Linked DNA regions of Bombyx mori: region 1 is linked to region 2. The links are chromatin contacts, called in public Hi-C maps. All regions are on one chromosome and are shown on one strand. The core of a region is the stretch at or near the end of the contact, and the rest is flanking DNA. Distances in the headings are between cores, read along the strand shown. Region 1 overlaps wh3 (ATP dependent transmembrane transporter protein). Region 2 overlaps -w-2 (scarlet).

Region 1 (3,359 bases), core at 617-3,116, 83 kb before region 2:
CTTCTTATTCTAATATTTTATTATGTACAACACTTATCATTTAAAAATTCTTGCACACTATAATAAGCCTTATCTATCAGCCATAAATATAATTTTCTTTTAAATTGAGTTAGTGGAAGATCTCTTATGCTGTTTGGTATCTTATTAAATATTCTGATAGTCATAGGATAACAGTTTGTATGGTAGTAACGAGTATTTATACTTGGTAACATTAGTTTAGTAGGGTATCTTGTATTAAATTGACAGTACTCGCCACACGATTTATATAATTGTGGGTGCTTTTTAACAAACAAACAACATTCTTGTATATATATGGATGGTACAGTTAAAATATTATGTTTTTGGAAGAATGGTTTACAAGAAGTCAGAGGATGAATATTGCACATGGCACGAACACATTGCTTTTGTGCAATGAACACTCTATTTATGTGACTAGAATTTCCCCAGAGGGGTATACAGTATCTGATATTTGAGGCGACATATCCATGATAGGCCTGTAATGCAGTTTTTAAATTACATATTTTTGTAAGTCGCCAAAGTGCATATGAGAATCGATTAATTTTACTACAAGTAATATCTATGTGAAGATTCCAGCTACATTGATTATCCACATTTAATCCTAAAAATGTTATGCTATTACATTCATTTAGTGTGTTATTATTATAAGTTATATTTAAGTTATTAATAAATTTGTGTCTATTATAGAATTGTATATATCTCGTTTTGTCTAAATTAGCTTTTAAGTTATTCTTATTCATCCAATCTATGACCTTACTAACAGTAGCATTTATCTCATCATTTAAATCTAGTGTGGCATCTTTGGTGATTACAACGGCTATATCATCAGCAAATAAGCTGCATGGGTAATGTATGTGTTCTGGGAGATCATTTATATAAATGATAAAGAGTAGCGGTCCTAAAATGCTCCCTTGTGGGACACCTACTTTATTATACGCTAATGAAGATTTAAAAGCCACTTCTTCATTGTTATTATCAATATCCCTAATTTCAACATATTGTTGTCTGTTGCTTAGATAACTACTAAGCCATTTTTCAGCTATCCCTCTAATGCCATAATTATTACACTTCCGTAGAAGAATGTTATGGTCAACAAAGTCAAAGGCTTTGGTCATGTCAAAGAAAACTCCAACCGTGGGTATTTTTCTGTCTACATTTTCAGTAATTTTACTAATGAGTTTAAAAGCTGCTAGTGTAGTAGATTTGCCTTTTTGAAAACCGTGTTGTTCAGATTTTATAACTTCAGATTTATTAAGAAAAGTTGTGAGTCTAGAATGCATGATTTTTTCGAATATTTTTGCAAGTATAGGTATTAAAGTAATCGGTCGGTAGTTATTGATGCATTCCTTATGTCCTTTTTTGTATATAGGTTTCACTATTGAGATTTTCAATTTATCAGGAAATGTACCTTCAGTTAATGAAAGATTGATAATATGACAGAGTACAGGTGTAATGGCTATTGCACATTGTTTTAGTATAAAGGTGGGCAGTTCATCATAACCTGTTGAGTTAGTATTATTGAGAGAATGAATTGTTTTATAAATTTCCTCACATGTAGCTGGCATTAAAAATATACTTGAGCTAGATATATTTATGTTTTGTGTATTTATTGCTTGTATATTATTATAGTTTTTGTTTTCATCATTTGTTATTTCAATGTAACAAATGATGAAAACAAAATAAAATATATATTTTTAACTAGAAATATATTATTTCAATCTTTTATACTTTTTTATTCATTAAAATTATCTCGACTCATAACAGTAAACGGAGCGGCCTATCCTGGTGAACTGCTGGCCATCATGGGATCGTCGGGAGCCGGAAAGACCACACTCCTCAATACGCTTACGTTCAGAACGCCCGGTGGTGTTGTCGCCACTGGTACCAGGGCGTTGAATGGGCAACCGGCCACTCCTGACGCTTTGACAGCGCTGTCGGCTTATGTCCAGCAACAGGATCTGTTCATAGGCACTTTGACCGTGCGAGAGCATTTGGTATTTCAGGTAATTACGGTTTGTTTAATTAAATATTACGACATTAACTGCGCGGAAAATTTCACGTACCTACCTAACTGGAAACTAGTGGCTTTGACAACGAATTAGCCGTAAATTTGTTTTTCTTGGTTCGTAGTAGTGGTAAATATTTCGTAACTTTTAAGTTATGTATCAGCGTTCTCTATTTAAAAAATACAATTGGATAACGGACTAATAAAGGAAGGAATTAAAAGCTTGTTGCGGGTTCATACTTCAACTTCACGGGTTTGAGGCTCTTTAGAGCAATCCTAAGCATGAAGTTTTGTATGATCGTTTTTGAATAAAAAAATCTGGTCGTACGTGCACGTGTTGTACCTTAAAAGAAAATAAAAATCCTTCGCTCTGAATATAGCTTTATTGAAGCGACCAGTCCAAAATACAGTCCACGCTCTACACACAAGCCTCAAATATAAGTACTGAATGATGAGCTCGTTGTTCAGTGACGCTGGATATGTTCCTTAGTCGTAAAACTTGAGCAACATTAATCGAGGAACAATTGAATAGAACGTTTATTTACTCAAATAAATAATAGATAAAAAAAAACTAAATAATAGTTTAAAAGTAGTTATAAATATTTTATGAACAGATATGAGTAGAAGGGTTATTTTGATAATATCCTGAAAAGCTTTTTTTTACAATAAAATCATTTTTTCTTACACTATTTTTAATTCAAATTTATTAAAATGTATTTTCTATATGTTAAGTTGGATTTTCTATAAAAGCGTATTTTGTTAGTTTTTTTTAAAGTATTATTTATTTTTCATTTTTTAGTTGAATTTCAATTTCTTCAATATATTTTTTCAAATATTTAATTGTCATCGGTCCATAATAAATATACCAAATTTCGAGTTAATCCGACGTTTTGAAGGGGGTCAAAATCATGTTCAAAGATTCCGTTACATACATACGTCTGAAGCTAATAAAAGCGTATTAAAAATGCAATACAGTACATATTTGGCGACTTTAAGACATTATTATTTGTGCGTCATTCACTTTCTCCACGTCCCTGTCATCGTAAATTCGTTTTAATGATACAGGTGTTATAGTATTCAATAAATAAAAGAATGTATGAATAATAAAATTCGTTCCGTCTCGAGGCAAATGAGCACGTTACACAACACGCTAGAACAAAAACAGTAGAAGCTTCGAAAACTAAACGGAGACGAATCCGGTTTACGAGGCCTTGACCAGTGAAAAAAAACATATTTTCTATAAAACTGTGTTAAGACGTCTCTGTTTTAAAACAAGTTAATTCTAATCCGTGATAAATATATTTTTTGGTATTTCTTTGTGGTAATAACGCAGTGA
Region 2 (3,569 bases), core at 281-2,780:
CTTAGGTCTCAGTATAGGTACAACGGCTGCCCACCCTTCAAACCGAAACGCATAACTCTTCACGACAGAAATAGGCAGGGTGGTGGTACCTACCCGTGCGGACTCACAAGAGGCTCTACCACCAGTAAAGTGTTCTTCCTCTTTTTCTCCACCTTATCCCACCAGGTGGGGTCGGCACAGCGAATTTTTCTGTTCCATTCATTCTTCTGTCAACTGTCATCTTAACACTCACTCCCCTCTCTTTCTCTCATATCGTCCTACTCGTACAGACTCACAAGTAGCGACTGCGCCATTTTAACTTTTGCGGATTTCATTTTTATCATCCGAAGTCATTCGTTAATAACATATTGTTATGTTAAATTTATGTCAACCATACCATTTATGTCAAAAATATCATTAGCAACATTGGTACCCGCATGCGCGATTCTAATCCCAGCATAGTTGCATCGCTGGATACGAAATCACGACACATAAGTTGTTCTATAATTAAGCTAAAGCTATAATAAGTGTACAATATATGTTCGTATATGCAACATTCGGCATGACGGTCCGAAGAGAGAATTTGTTCGAATTCAAATGTGTGATCCTTGTCATGTATTGTAATAGCAATCAAAAGGAATATCTTAACTGTGGTTTCCCATTTTCTTTCAATTCCAGGCTATAGCTTTAACAGCTGGCGTTTGTTTCTTGGGCACGCCCCGACTAACACAAGCCGGGGTTCAAGACGTCCAAGGGGCTCTGTTCATCATCATAGCTGAGAACACGTTCAGCCCCATGTATTCAGTTCTTCACATGTTTCCTGAGGAGTTTCCGTTGTTCAACAGAGAACTTAAGGCTGGACTGTACTCCACGCCGGTCTATTATACTGCCAGAATGATCGCTTTGGTGAGAAAGGCTCTTTTACATTACAGATAAATTCTTTTTCTGTTAGTGAATTATATATCTCTGTAGCTGCGACCTCTTTAAACTACCACGCATACGAATTAGCCGTTCGTAGTATTAGCGGTTTTATCATAATAAACTTTAAGGTTACGAATAGAAGTAGTTTATTATCAACTAGTTACACTTTTTCCATTTCTATTTTCATGGCGTAACGTGCAGGGGAGAACTGTGTCCAGCAGTGGGACGCCATCCTTATGGCATTTCGCGGTGTTAAACCTATCACCATACTGAATTTTGTCGAAAATATTTCTGTGATTTGAGTGTGAAAACTTTCAATTTCTGATAGCATAAAAATAATTCTCCAAGAAAAAACTTTTTTGACTGCTTAAGTGGGCGGACCAGCTCACGGCCCACCTGATGTTAATTGGTTACCGGAGCCCATAGACATCTACAAAGTAAATGCCACCACCCACTTTGAGACATGAGTTCTAAGGTCTCTTGCGTTCCAATACCATACCCGAACGTTTAAGGCCATAGTTTTAAAGCTTTCATTGACACTAATCGTGGTGCGCCACTGGACAGTTCCCAGGGCTGTTGATAGAGCCGGTGCTGTTCACTGGTGTGGTGTATTGGCTCGCCGGGCTACGGTACAGTGCCTACGCCATCGGATTGACCATATTCATCTCGATTCTGGTGCTCAACGTCGCCATAGCGTGCGGTAAGATCCTTCATTATTATTTTTTTGCTTAAATGGGAGGATGAGCTCACAGCCCACCTGACTTTACTGGAGCCCATAGAAAACTACAACGTAAATGCCGCCACCCACTTTGAGATATGAGTTCTAAGGTCTCAATATAGTTAAAACGAGTGCCCGTCTGGATCGTTAAGACGATCTGGTGGAATGCATCACCTCGTCAGACTGAGTGTATTTATGACTCCTGAAAGAACCATAAAAACTCAGTGAAATTAAGATAGATTTTGCGGAGCGCCAAGCAAAGCCCCTTATTGTCTAATCTAAGTTATGGAACGTATTTTTCCCCACATTTACATTCGACGACAATGCATTAAAATATCTTTACGCTTTATCTTAACGCTTTCTCCATTTCTTACTTTGGGGTAATGGAATGTAGTCTATTTGTTTCTCTCCGTAATATTTGATTTTTGTACACGAAGTCCGAGAAATTTGATACTTTTGAAGTCTCCCTCTAAAGTTCTTTTTTTAAAGTTCTTCTTCTTCTTTTTCTCCCCCTTATCCCACTAGGTGGAGTTGGCACAGCGAATTTTTCTATTCCATTCTCTTCTATCAGCCGTCATCTCAATACTCACTCCTCTCTCTCTCTCTCATGTCATCCTTGACATACTCCATCTACGTCTATTTCGGTCGACCACTTCCCCCTCTACCTTGCACTACCATTTCCATACATATCCTAGTCACATGCATCTTCTCTCTACGCATCACATGTCCATACCATCCCAAACGCACACTCCTCAGCTTCTCTGTCACAGGTGCCACTGTCAGACTTCCTCTAACATATTCATTCCGTATTCTATCCATTCTCGTTACTCCACACATCCATCGCAACATTCAAGATTTACTTAGAATTCAAGATTTAGTAGGTTTTAAATTGTGTTTTCTATGAAAATATTGTTCTTCATTTATCGAAGACCTGAATGATTTTTTACTTCTACTGTTATTCGTATTATTCTTCTTCTTCTTCTACATAAAGTACCTCTGTAGGTAGTTCAGTAATTTGGTCGCGCTCGTCTAGACAATTGTATAATATCTCTTTCACCTTGTGATGTTCCTTAACTAGTAACATAAGAGAATAATATATTATTAAATACATATTCATGTGAAACTCGAAATAAATAAAATAATTTCGATATTTAAATCTATAAATATTAATGAATGTCATTGAACTTAACGAAAAAAAAAATAAGAAAATAAAAAAAATGTAAATGTCTTCGTTTAATATGATATGCGTATTTGGTCACCAGACGTCAATATAGTTGACCAGTTTTATCGTTTGCATAAACGTAAATATTTTGTTTTGAGTAGATGGAATTTGCTAACAACTACCCGAGCGCCTCCTAAGGAGACCTAACAACTCAAGGGTAACTGCTTCGCGAATGAATCTAACATTATTCAAAGCTGATGGAAATCCATAATCTTATCAATCCGGATTTGAAAGGATCACTCGGGACATTGTATCGAAACTACGTAGCAGTAATCATAGATGTTTTATTTATAACTAGCGACCCACCCTCGCTTCGCTTCGGGGACTATCATTTATTATTGATTTTATTGAATTTTCTTTTATACGAATCTGAACCTGAGAAAATGATGTAATATAGGATATTGTATAGAGGATTGTTTGTAGTACTAGTAGTACCACCATTAGGTTCTACCAAATACTTTCACGTGGCTACGTGGTACTACCACGTGGCTCTCAAAATACTTGTTCAGCACCGCCATTTCCCTATCCCCTATCTATTTCCTAGTCACTTCTGGCTGCTTCTGGCAATTCGTAGAGCTACAAATGTACTTTACGCCCTTTCAATTGATACACCATTTCAACTGAAGTCTGCCAACGTATTTTGCAGTTTTTCAATATACTTACTTACCTTGAAAGATGGCATAAAATTTTCTTGAATAGCTTTTGTAGCTCCAAATGAAGTAATTTAAA

What was found. Hi-C and Micro-C count contacts between places; a contact is called where the count stands out from the background.
Region 1: a contact with region 2 is called in a Hi-C map of whole pupa, with 2.1 times the contacts expected there. The contact joins two enhancer-like sites. A contact is called at or near these places in 2 of 7 Hi-C or Micro-C datasets (both in whole pupa).

Annotation. Positions count from the first base shown.
Region 1 is chr10:14,362,833-14,366,191 of ASM3026992v2, reverse strand. wh3 (ATP dependent transmembrane transporter protein) reads left to right here. Exons shown (of 13, transcript NM_001043569.1): 3 at 1,783-2,021. Among protein-coding and RNA genes, the nearest start is that of wh3, 20 kb to the left of the region's middle. Within about 2 kb of position 1,866, at least 1 of the 8 cell types and tissues checked has open chromatin away from gene starts, as enhancers often do.
Region 2 is chr10:14,279,117-14,282,685 of ASM3026992v2, reverse strand. It overlaps -w-2 (scarlet), which reads left to right. Exons shown (of 14, transcript NM_001256993.2): 10 at 658-885; 11 at 1,465-1,600. Among protein-coding and RNA genes, the nearest start is that of LOC134199555, 9.6 kb to the right of the region's middle. Within about 2 kb of position 1,530, at least 4 of the 8 cell types and tissues checked have open chromatin away from gene starts, as enhancers often do.